Linked DNA regions of Sus scrofa: all the other regions are linked to region 2. A link is a contact called in public HiChIP or PLAC-seq and promoter capture Hi-C data. All regions are on one chromosome and are shown on one strand. The core of a region is the stretch at or near the end of the contact, and the rest is flanking DNA. Distances in the headings are between cores, read along the strand shown.

The links. Promoter capture Hi-C pulls out the DNA fragments that hold promoters and counts their contacts. HiChIP or PLAC-seq counts read pairs in DNA pulled down with a chosen protein or histone mark.
Region 1: a contact with region 2 is called in a promoter capture Hi-C map of liver, with 7 times the contacts expected there. The contact joins the promoter of URAD here to the promoter of POLR1D in region 2. A contact is called at or near these places in 1 of 5 promoter capture datasets (liver) and 5 of 47 Hi-C or Micro-C datasets (embryonic fibroblasts and liver).
Region 3: a contact with region 2 is called in an H3K27ac HiChIP or PLAC-seq map of alveolar macrophages. The contact joins the promoter of RPL21 here to the promoter of POLR1D in region 2. A contact is called at or near these places in 1 of 47 Hi-C or Micro-C datasets (embryonic fibroblasts) and 1 of 2 datasets of contacts at active chromatin or transcription factors (alveolar macrophages).

What each region holds. Positions count from the first base shown.
Region 1 is chr11:5,361,681-5,365,894 of Sscrofa11.1, reverse strand. URAD (putative 2-oxo-4-hydroxy-4-carboxy-5-ureidoimidazoline decarboxylase) reads left to right here and starts at 2,414. Exons shown (of 3, transcript XM_003357809.4): 1 at 2,414-2,504; 2 at 2,986-3,312. The coding sequence starts at 3,024.
Region 2 is chr11:5,041,579-5,045,665 of Sscrofa11.1, reverse strand. It overlaps POLR1D (DNA-directed RNA polymerases I and III subunit RPAC2), which reads right to left and starts at 1,392. Exons shown (of 2, transcript XM_003357811.4): 1 at 1,180-1,392; 2 at 1-323. The coding sequence starts at 1,205. LOC106505238 reads right to left here and starts at 1,306. Exons shown (of 3, transcript XM_013980406.2): 1 at 1,180-1,306. The coding sequence starts at 1,205.
Region 3 is chr11:4,729,499-4,733,486 of Sscrofa11.1, reverse strand. It overlaps RPL21 (60S ribosomal protein L21), which reads right to left and starts at 1,740. Exons shown (of 6, transcript XM_003482864.4): 1 at 1,474-1,740. LOC102162556 (a long non-coding RNA gene) reads left to right here and starts at 1,796. Exons shown (of 4, transcript XR_002336625.1): 1 at 1,796-2,214.

The DNA.
Region 1 (4,214 bases), core at 1,165-3,664, 320 kb before region 2:
GGCAGGGGGGGCTCTTCTCACAGCTGCAGCCTCCTCCCAGCGCTGCTCCTTCCCGATCTTGCTTCTCCTCCTCAGCTCTTCATGAAGGACCCTCTCAGTCACAGCTTTGTCTGAACTCACCCGCCACTGCCACTGTCATTTTTGTCAAAAATAAATGGCATATTGGAATTCACATTTGTTAATCTCTGTGCCACAGTCACCATCAGCAGCAGACAAAAAAGGAGGGAATTATCACCTAAAAAAGCCATATCTCTTGGAGTTCCTACTCTGGTGCAACAGGAGCTCTGGGTCACAGGTTCGATCCCCGGCCAAGCACAGTGGGTTAAGGATCTGCCGTCACAGTGGGTGGCAACCCCAGCTGGGATCTGATCCCTGGCTCGGGAATTCCATATGCTGGAGGTGGCCAAAAATGAAAAGAAAAAAGAAAAAGAAATTAAGAAACTGCTTTGGCCAACACATCTTTTCAGCTCCTGGAAATCCAATAGGTATTAAAGTCCAAATTACCTAAAAGAGACCGAAAAGTCGTTGATGATTTTTTTGTGTGTGTGGTAAAATATACATAATGGGAGTTTCTGTCATGGTGCAGCGGAAACGAATCCGACTAGGATCCATGAGGATGCGAGTTCGATCCCTGGCTTCGCTCAGTGGGTTAAGGATCCAGCATTGCCATGAGCTGTGGTGTAGGTCGCAGACTCCGCTTGGATCTGTCATTGCTGTGGCTGTGATGTAGGCCGGCAGACGTAGCTCCGATTTGACCCCTGGCCTGGGAACCTCCATATGCCTTGAGTGCGGCCCTAAAAAGCAAAAAAGAAAAAAAAAAAGAAAAAAGAAGAAGAATCATAGCTTGTATGGTTAAACATAAATTATGAAACAATATATATAAATTAAGGAAATTATAGCTTTATTGATACGTAATTCATATACCACACAATTCACACGATTTATAGTGCACAAGTCAACCCTGTACCTTTTTGCTGGGATGAAAATTTCCTGCCCCTCTGACTAGCTTAAATTTCCTTCATTGGTTTGCCTGGGGGAGAGCCAGGCAGGATTAACTGAGCTCACCCCCCCACACACCCCGCCGGACCCCTGGTGCTTCTGTAGCGTGGGTCCCCAGATTCCATATTAGGAATTTGGGTGAGTTTGTGTGTGCGTGTGTGGATGCAGTTTCTATGCACACGACTCTTTAATACTTTGGCCGTTTGTGTCTTAAAAGTTCCTAGGTGAGCAGGCTGTTTGCACTTGCATTGTTGTCATAGATAAAACAGGCTGAAAGGGGGTCAGGCTCCCAGGCTCTGCCAGAAATGCAGGCACGTCTGCAGCGAGGCCCTTCCCACCACGTATCAGCATTTCCATGAGTGAAGGAGTTTCCGCTTGCAAATTCAGATGTCTATCTCTCTCCTGCTGCTTGCAGAGGGGCTGGGGGCTGAGGACTGCCAGGCTCCAAGCCCTGGCTGGGGCGCTTTTGGCGGGGGGGAGGGGCTTCCGAGTGCAGAGTAAGAGGAGGAGGTAAGGGTTGTGCAAGGTGGGTGGGGGGTCGAGGAGCAGTGGAGCCGGAACCCCTTCTCTCCGGACTCTCGGCTTCTGCTCTGGCTTCTGTTGCTGGCACCAGGGTGGGAACCAGGCTGGGAGCCAGGATGGAAGGCGCCCTCCTTCCAGAACGGGGGCCTCTTCTGAACTCTGATGGGGCGCAGCCAGCCCTGGGAGGGGCCGAGGCTGGGGCGCCACGGAGGGGAAGCGGAGGCAACGGACCCTGAGCCGTTTCCTGGGGCTTCAGGGAAAGCAGCAGGGACAAAAGGACTGTGGTGACCCTGGTGGCAGAAGGGAGAACAGAGCACGTTCTGTGGTTGGGCCATTGCACACACACCACAGAACCAGTGTTTTCACATTTCTACGGGAAGCATGTGATGTGCAAGAGTGAATCATATATAGGTTAATATATGTATATGGTTAACATATATACACATACGCCTCACCTGTCGGTGAAGGACGTGTGTATGTATATGTATATAAACATATAAATATTAAATATATATATGTATATACACACTTCACCACCAATTTCCCCCCTTGGAAAAGCAAATTTCATCACCTTCTTTTCTGTCTGTCCTTTAGTCGTGACCCTTTGGCCCAGGAAGCCAAAGGGTGACACCTGAGCTGGGAAACAACGAGGCTGTCCTCTCACTGAATTTGGATGCAGATGAAAGTGGAGTTAGCATGACTTTTGGAAATACATTTGCATTTTCAGCTCTACAGGGACCAGCAGCAATAGCTTTCATTTTAAATTCTGAGCCCTCCTTTTCTTTGTCTTTCTCTCCCACAGTGTTGCTGTTTTGAGCAGGCATAGCAGGTATTCGCGTGAGAAATTTAATCCACGTGGTCATCGGGTCAACTCCCCCCCCGTGTTTATTACACGCTTCCCGTGGGCACAGAACTCGGCACCCGGGACATAAGCAAACAAGACACACTGTCTCCAGGCTCATGGACTTTGCCGTGGCTGAGAGGTGATAACACAAATAAATACACACAATAAGCAAGGCGCTTTCAGACAGGGATAGATATATTCGGGAAGAAAATAACACATAAGGGTGTGTGGGCGACACAGGAGAAGGGGACAGAATGATTCTGGATGCCACATCTGGTGGAACAAGAGTCTATTAAGTCCTTGTGTTAAGCATGTGCAATACAGAGAAAGGGTAAAACACACTCTCTGTTTTCCACAGCAGCAGCAACAAGACGGGCCATCAAAGCAAGTGGGTTGACTCATGAGCTGTCTGGGTTATGGGGAAACATCCCTGGGATAACGATGACATAAAAATGTGAATCGCACCAGAAGTCTATCCGCCTTGAATGTCGAGAATAAAAACAGCCCCTGCTAGCTGAGATGGTTGGGGGCGGGGGGAGTTTGGTTGGATGTGTTTACCCTTTTGCAAGGTCTCTGCATCCTGGCTGAGACCTTAAGCCTGTGTTTGTTCATTGCACAAGGACTCAGGATCCGCTTCTCTCCCAGAGGCATTTAAAACATGCCAAGCTGCTGTTGCATCAAAAACAAGCCTGTGCGTTCAGCAAACAGCAGCTGGGGAGCAGAGCCGCCGCGCTCACCCAGAGGGGAGCCTCGACCCGCTGGAACGGCAGCCATGGACATTGAGAAGGTCAACTCCATGGACTTCGGAGAATTTGTGGACGTGTTTGGGAATGTCATCGAGAGATGTCCTCTGATCGCAGCGGCTGTTTGGTCCCAGCGCCCCTTCTCTGGCTTGGAAGATTTAGAGAAGCACTTTTTTGCCTTTATTGACGCTCTTCCACCGTCAGGTAAGGCTTCAGTGTCGGACACTGAGGTGGTCTACCGAGGGACCCCAGAGGGGCTTGTCCAAGTAGTGGGGAGAGGTCCCGTGGCTTTTTAAATTTTTAAAAAATATAAATTGTTAGACACTCTTTGAAGGTTACTTTCCATTGACAGTTGCTGCAAAACATTGGTGCTGCACAAAACATTTTCAAGCCTGTCCTATACCTAAAAGTGTGGCCCTCTCCCTCCCCGCCCCAGACCCCCCCCACCACCACCACCGGTTTGTTCTCTCTCTGTGAGTCTGCTGCTTTTTGGTTCTCAAAATACGCTTCGATGTTTCCTTTAGTGGCTGGTCGCTGGTGGATGTATTTCCTTCTTTGGGGGGTCAGTTCGGTAGCGGGGATCCGGCACTGGTGACGCCCAAAGGGGAATCAAAGAACACGGGTCGCTTGGCTCGGGCAAAGCGGCTGTTAAATATTAAAGCTGTGGGGTTACGAGGAAAGAGGAACAGGCGCGGTGTCCCGGGGCCTCACAGGCCAAAGGTCAGCGGGGGCCCCCCCAGCCGCGTGCGCTCCGGGAATGTTCTGAATGCAGGCGAGGAGCCAGCGCCGTATCACCGCATCTCAGGGCCCAGGGGAAAGAGCAACCGGCTGACATTCTTACCAGAAAGGGCCGGTTGGGACCAGACTGCTGCGCAGAGTAAACGCGCTCAGATCAGCAACTCCCCGCGGGGTGAGGCGGCAAGACAAAAATCTGCAGGAATCCCTCTGGAGCAGGAGAGGGACGGCGCTGAAATCCTTGGGCAGAGAGAGAAGGGGAGGCGCTTGTGGGTGGGGAGGGGAGGGGAGGGGGGTTGGGGTCAGGCCCAGCCCAGTGACTCAGAATGACACGCGGCCCCACGGGGGTTCAGAGGCCAAAGGTGAGCCGC
Region 2 (4,087 bases), core at 143-2,642:
TGGCCTCAAACTTGTCAAGCACGTGCTGGCAGACATTCATGAGCTCAGTCAGGCCTCTCTGAAAGGGCTCAACAGCTGGAAGGGCACCTCGAGTCTGTATGCGCAAATTAATTTTGCTCTCTGAAGGATGGGTTGTGGTGTAACCGCAAAACTCCACTTCCGGGTTCTTCATGATCATGTAGCGAAGAGAATTTCCTAGGGTATGGTCCTCCTCGTGCAAAACAAATGTCACACAGTGTCTATCTGTCCCAGCTGCCTGGACCATTTCCAGGGCTGTCTTCCTCTCGCCTTCAGCCATTGGGGTCTTCAATCCAGATATTTTTCTACACACATTTTTTGCAAAAATGAGATCATACTGAATATGCTTTCGTATCTAGCTTTTTTCATCTACGGTATCACAATGGTAACATGCTATTACTCCAATGCACTGCAGTTACAGAGAACTGTTAGCATGAACCTTTTATTTTCCTGCCTCCACATATTCTACCAATATTTAATTTATCGCCTCCAATTTCTCCCTACGCCATTTGGCCCTCCACATGGCCACGAGGGGAGTGTCGTTAAAAAAGCTTGCTAAATCTTATTTGGTAGAGTCACAAGAAAGGGCTATTATTAGAAACGGGTGGGCCCTGCCAGAGGATGGAAGGGGAGTTGAAAGGCGTGGGAAAACGCGACTATAAAAATAGAAACTAAAGCTCCTCAACGTGCAGGAGGTAAGGAAACTAGAAAGGAAAGTCTGAGAAGAGTCATCAAGCAGGAGGGAGAAAAAGCACTCAGCGCAGAGTAGCTTAAAGAGCGCTCTACACGGAGGAGGGACTTGGGCCCGACCAACACACCAATCCCATCGCTCCGGTAACAGGGGACGGTGCGTGGTTCGGAACGTTAGCTATGCTTCCTCTTGCTTTTCCAACGCGGGGGGTGGGCAGTTAACTCTGGTCTCGCAACTTGTCTTCCTTCCTCGATATCTAGAGCACTGAGCGCCTCCATTCAAACCATCCAGGTCTCCCGCCCCCTCTTCCCTCTCCCCACCCTGGCGCCCACCGCTCCCTCCTCCTCGCCTGTCCTCCCAGCCAGGCCCTCGCTGCTAGGCCGGGCCGCGGAGGCTGAGGCCCCGGCCGGCCGCCGGCTCCCAGGGCAGGGCGCGGCCCGCCTCTCCTGCCCCCACTCCCCGGCCGTTACCTCTCCAGCTCCTGGTCCTCTTCCATCGCGGGGGCGGCTTCCGGGATCCTCAGGTGGTGCCGGCCCGCCGAAGGCTCTGCCCCATACCGCGAAGCGTGCGGGCGCAGCAGGAAGAAAGGAAGGAAGGACCGACGGAAGGAGCGCGGACGGAAGGAGGGGGGAGGAGCCGCAGCGGCGCGGCAGGGCCCGGCCACTGGGCGGGGCGTGGAGGCTCCGCCCGGGCCCCGCCCACCCGCCCCGCCCCCGGCGCGAGGAGGGCGTGGCGAGGCCTGAGCCGCTCACCTGCGCTCCCAGAGCAAGTCCTCCCGGGAGGGCTAGCGGGGAGATGGGTGGGGTCCGGCTGCCGCCCCGCCCCAAGGCCGGCACCGGCCGGTGGGCGCCGGAGCTCAGCCCCCGGTGCCTTCCTCCAGGTGCGGGCGAAGGGGGCGGGGCCTTACCTGTGGCCCCCAAACTCCCCTTCTTAGAGCGAGGATCAGGCCTCCTTCTGACTTGCTGCTAGACCTGTGGGGGACACAGTTAGTCCCAGGCGGGTCCCCTGCCCCCCAAGGGACTCTCATGGGACGACGTACTTAAATTATAGTTAATCAGCACACTTTGATGAATTTCACAACTGAAGAGGATGGGTTTAAGACTGTATTTGTCTCATCCGGAATCTTGCAGCTGCACCCCTCAACGGGGTCAAAGGACACGCATTTTCTATTTTGGGGGGGAGGAGCGAGAGTTTGGAAGGAAACCATCTCCACCCGATCCCCACTCCCCCAATCCTTTCTTAGGATCTCCCTGGAGTACGCCCTGCCTCGTTTGGGACGTCCTTTTCCCCTTTACCCTTTTGGCCTCATAAACCTCCTCACCTGCGGAACCTCCCTCTCACCTTTGTTCCCAGGTGCCCCCGCCCCCTTTCACCGTCCGACTAGCTCTCCGCCCTCCTTCTCCCTTCGCGCCTCTCCGCTCTCCGCCCCCCTAGTGTTCCCGTTCGCTAATAATCCTTCTGCCTTCCACGCTCTCCTGCTCCCCTCGCCTCCTCACCCCGGCCAGCCCCGCTCCCTACCCCTCGACCCCCGCTGTCATCCAGCCCAACACGCCTACAGCTCTGCTTTCCTGCGCCACCTGTTCTCCTTACCCCACCCCCGATCCCCCTCGATGTTCGCCGCCGCCCCCAGCTGTTCCCCTCTCCTCGCAGCGTTCGGCGGTGAGCGCTGAGGCACTTCCCGAGCGCGTCTTCTGCTGGGGAATCAGGCGAGCGGCAGGGACAGCCGAGGAGTGGGGAGGGCGGGCGGCGAGGGGCGGAGCGGGCTCACTCTAACCCGGAGTGTCAGCCCCGGCCCGGCCCGCCCCCCGAGCTCCCGGATAGGCGGAGCCGCCCTCTGGCCCGCCCCCCTCCCGCCCTGTGCTGCCGCCGATTGGCCCCGGTGCGTGTCGGGCTGCGCGGCTCGGCCCTGGCGTCCGCCCGGGGGAAGGCAGCAGGGGCGGTTGAGAAGTGAAGTCTTGGCTGGAGTTTGCTTCTTGCCAGGAAATCCGCAGCGGCGGCGGCGATTCCCGGCGGAGCGGAGGCCGGCCGGCCGCGCGCTCCCTCAGCGGGCCGCGGAGAGCGGAGCCGGCGCTGGGCTGCGGCGCCGGGAGCCGGAAGCGCCGGGAAGCCGCGCGTCCCCAGTGAGTAACTTTGCCCTGCCCGCCTCGCTCCGCGCCCGCTCGCCGGGTCCGGCCGCGCCTCAGGTGCGGGCGGCGAGGGGTGTGGGGCGGCGAGGCGGCCGGAGCGGCGCCGCAGCGTCCTCCCGGCTCTCCGCGCCCGGCCGGGCTGCGGGGCCGCGGACCCGGTGTGGGGCCGGCCGCGCAGGTCCGGGGAAGAGGGCGCCGGGCTGCCGGGCGCCCGCCGCCGGGCAGGCGCCGGGGCAGGCGGGCAGCCCCCTGCCGTGACCATTTGGCTGTTCCGGCCGCCGTGTTGCGGATCTCTGCGCGGCGTGCTCCGGTTTTAGGGGGAGAGAGAGGGGAGGAGTTTTTTGTTCCCTGTGTGTACGTTGTCGTGGGCGAGAGTGCCCCTAGCTGCCCAGCGCCGGTCTGGTTCCCCTGGACGGGAGCGGGGAGGGGTCGTCCGCCCCGTCCCGCCTGTTGCCTGTGAGTTGTCACCTCTCCCTTTAGGGTGGAGAGGGTGGGGGAGAAACTTGGCATCTTTCAAAATAGGGTTCTCGATTTGGAAGCAGTTGAACACACAGCTCCGTTCAGGAAAGACGTCCCTCGCTTTTCAGAGCTTCATGCCGTGTTTTAGACGGAGGGCTTGGGACTCAGATGTGCTGTTTCTTCTGATGTGTCTTGTGCATTTAAGGCTATGAATCAGGACGGCTCTGTCTGCCGGGAGCTCCAGGACACTCACGCAGGGGCTTAGCTGCGTAGACGTTTCTTTTGAAATCGCAGAAACGAAGTTGAGTGAACGTGTGAATCTTCAGGAGGAGGAAACCGTTGTGAGTTTATGGGAACTGTCTTCACGTTAAGAATTTCACATTCTCGCAGCAGTGATACTTACTTGTAAATTGGCCTTCGTCCCAGGACAGATTTTGATTTTTTTTTTTTTTTTTCCTTCTTGCTTGACCTGTGACGCAGTACTGATGAAGTCGATCTCAGCAGATCAATTTTATGTACTTGGACAGACTGGATTCCCGTCGCTGCACCCCTGTAGAAAATGGGCTTTGATCTAGTATCCTTTTTGGCCTGTCAGAGCTTTCTTGAGCCATGAACAACAAAAAGTGTTGCCTTTTTTTAGCTTGTCCAAGTCCTACTGGTGAGTTTTCCCCTGGGGCAAAGTGTAGGCCAAATCGGAAGCAAAGTAGAATGACATTACTTTTAATTTGGCCCACATGTGTGTTCACGTTCCCAGTTCTGCATCTTGTTGCTCTCTCCTTTTCGCATCAGGTTA
Region 3 (3,988 bases), core at 491-2,990, 310 kb after region 2:
ACATAGGTTCTGCCCAGTATTTGCTGGGAGACCTACTCTTAAACTCTGACCCTCCCATGTGAAATAGGGTTAATGCTTTTACAACTAAGGTAATGTCTACAAAACACGGAGCAATTCCTAGCACTCGGAAAGGGATTATCACTAGTAAATAGTAGTCAAAGAACTCATCAATAGGCTTTCACAAGTTGAACCTTTCACTTTATTTCCCCAAAGGTCAGAAAATGGTTTTCATTGCTTCAAATCATCCAAGTGGAGAACATACCATTGCCAGCAACTACTCCTACCACAAGGCAAAATAAACCGAAGGCCAGCTTAGGTTTCTGAGAGTGTTCCAACATAAACCAGTCTCTTTTTACCTACCACCCCTTAACCGTAAAGAACAGTGACACCCAAGTACCTTTTTCAGGTTAACTTGTGTGGCAAGAAGACACACAAGAACGGTTCACCCAACCCATTCGAAGCAAACCATTGTTAAAACAAATGCAGCCTTCCTTTTAAAAGGCATTAAGCATCTATGCAGCACAAGTTCAGCTTTAATTCTCAACTCTGTATTAAGTTCATAAACAAGGAGACATGCTTGCAGGTCCACCTCACTATGTGGAGTCACAAAGTGGCACAATCCGTAATGGAAGTCACTTCTGACTCCAGAATCCACGCTCCTTCCACTAGACCCATTTTTTGAGCTAGAAATTGAACATGGTTGAATACACAAACGAACGCGTTTTTAAAAATAATACTTAACGTCCCAAGCAACGATGCTTTAAATTCTGTAATACTTCCAAAAATGGGACCCACTACGGAATGCAACCCGCAGTTTGCATAACCAGACTCAGATGTAGTGGTTATTCACGTTAGGTCTGACTCGGCTACTCATGAATCCCTCCTCCGCTCAACACTTGTCCAGGCGTTACGAAAACAGAACCCGCAGCACAGTTTACTCCCTTTGTCCAACTGTGATCCCAGCCCAGAATTAAAGCCGCGAGAAATCATTTCCTGCATCACCAACGAAAGGCCGGGACTTCCTTATGCCGATCGACGCAGTGGGCACCTGTGTGGTTCACCGACACACGACCCCCGACTTTCAGACACACGCAGGCCTCACCGGAGCTTCAGGCCGGCGGCTGACTTTAAACCCGCTCCCACTACCCTAAACTTCTACCCCACAGCATGACGCTGCAAGTTCCCAAACGGGGATTAGGACACCACACCGAAAACATTACAGAACCACGTGTCTCTCCCCGGTGCTTCGAGCGCATGTCCCCCGAGCAGGGCCGCGGCGTCGGAGCCCGGCCTTCGGCCCCGCGGCCCAGGCCCGAGCCCGCCGCGGACGGACATAGCTCCCCAACCTAAGCCAGCGGGCCCGAAGCGGACTGGACAGTCTCTCCAGAACCCCAACGCCCGGCCGCCGCGGCCGCCGCGCTGGCGCTCACGCCGGTGGCACGCCGGGCGCCGGGAGCCACGCGCGGGCCCTACCTGGAAGATGGCGGTGCCGGCCGAAAAGGAGGAGGCGGGGCCGCGCGCGCGCCTTACAAGGGCCTGCGGGCTGCCCGCGGCGCTGCCTGAGGGGACGCCGGCCCGCAGCCACTCTTTTCTGGGGGCGGGTAGCGTCCCCAGGAACCAGAAGAGCCTGTGAGAATGGTTTCCTTTCTTGAGAAAAAGAGGTGCTCGACCCACGCAAGCGGACACTTGGATCTTGCCAGACAGCCCGGAAAGGGGCCTTCAAGGGCGCCACCCGGGCGGCGACGCCCCGAGCGTGCTGACGTCAAGCCTGCGACAGACGCCACGCCGGAAGCGGGCGGGTGCTTGCTTTGTGGGGCCGCTGGGAGCGCTTGGTTATTTCCTCTGAGCGCTTAGCTGCCGCTTGTAGACTTGACTGCGTGGGCACAGAAGTCAAGTGGTGGTGGAGAGAGTGTATTATCCAATTTGTATGTCTTTCAGTCAGCTCTTTCCTCCACGCGTCTAAACATCCTCCGCACCTGCTGGTAGGTGCGTACATGTTAAGACCACCTTGAAGCAATTGGGCAAACTCTAGTAAAACCGAAATATCCAAAGAGCAAATTCCAGCATTCAGCTCCTAACTGTGTATTTTATAGGAACTTTGCTGTGTAGACAAGGGTGTCCATAGCCCCACTGTGAGTAGGAGCAAAAAATTGGAAACTTCCATCAATAAGAGCATAAACATGGGATATTCACAGGACGCAATATTATATGCCAGTAAGTCAAGACTGAACCTAGAAATGTGATGAAGCAGAAAGAGGGAGATTTATGTAGGTACAGTTTTTTTTTCTTTTTTCTATTTTTGCTTTTTAGGACCACACCTGGGGCATATGGAGGTTCCCAGGCTAGGGGTCTAATTGGAGCTACAGCTGGTGGCCAACGCCAGATCCGAGCGGCGTCTTCGACCTACACCATTGCTCACAGCAACGCCGGATCCATAACCCATTGAGCAAAGCCAGGGATCTAACCCTGCAACCTCATGGTTCCCAGTCAGATTCGTTTCTACTGTGCCATGGTGGGAATTCGCGTAGGTGCAATTTTAAAACATGTAAAACAATGTTATATATTGCTTTTGTTATACATGCATATGTAGTGAAACTAGTCCAGGAATAAAAGGAACTGAAAATCTAATTTAGAAGTGTGGTATTGTCTGATAGGGAGGAGACTATAAAGAAAGGGGTAGAAGGGAGGCTTTAACTTTCTTGACTATTTTTGAGCTGGGTATTGAATACCTGGCTGGGGGGGTGGTGATTAAATTAGGAGTTAAGCCTGGGAGACCACTCCAAAGAGGTGAGGGGGGGAGCAAGGATATATGAGTTTTTGTAACAAAGAGAGAGTATGAGGAACAAAAGATTTACAGAAAACCAGATTTGCAGAAAAAGTTTTACAGAAAACCAGTTTCTTTGGAAAGATGCAACGGTCTGGGCTTACAGGAATCACTCCTCTGATACGCACCAGCCCTGGGCCAGTATTTCTTTCTTGAGTTCCTTCAGGGCTAACTGGCCCAACTTTGGAGTGACTGACCTTGACATCTTTTGTTTTGTCCACTAGGTACAGCCCAGAAGGCAGTATTTCAGCCAGCTCTGAAATACTGCCGCCTGGAGGAAAGGGGAACTATCAAGATGTAAGTGATAAAGGGGGAGGGGGAGGTGCGTGCAGCCATGCACGAATATTACAAAGTTTGCTGCTGGTCTTGTGAAGGCTACTTCTTGTCACATGGGGCAGATGTCACCATGAAAGGTGTTAGTGTTTTTCTAGATATGAGGGGATGCAAGAAGTGGGCTCATAAAATGTCCTAAAAATATCTGTCTGGAGTTCCCAACGTGGCGCAGTGATTAACGAATCCGACTAGGAACCACGAGGTTGCAGGTTCGATCCCTGCCCTTGCTCAGTGGGTTGACAATACGGCGTTGCCTTGAGCTGTGGTGTGGGTTGCAGATGCGGCTCAGACCCAGCGTTGCTGTGGCTCTGGCATAGGCCGGGGGCTACAGCTCCGATTCAACCCCTAGCCTGGGAACCTCCATATGCCGCGAGAGTGGCCCAAGAAATGGCAAAAAGACCAAAAAAAAAAGAAAGAAAATGTATCTGAAGACCTGCTCTTCCAGTGTCCCCAGAGCACAGAGTACCTCCCTCCTGATCTCCACCCCGAGATCCGCCTGTCGGTGCCGTGGTTGGCAGGTGCAGTGGGTCATGTTTTACTCTGTGTGGAGGCTGATGACAAATCCCAAACTTCAGTCCACGTTAGAATGGTTCAGTTGTTACAGTTAGTGAACCAGTATTGCGTGTTTCCGTTAACTAAAGTCTATAATTCACATTTTTTCTTAACATCCTTTTTCCTTTCCAAAATCTAGCGTTGCCACAGCTGCGGCTTAGGCTCAGATCTGATCAGGGCCCAGGAACTACATATGCCACTGGGCGGCCAAAAAAGAAAGAAAACATTCCTGATGCTTCTTCCCAGTTAATCCCCCTCCGCCTCTAGAACCATCCACAA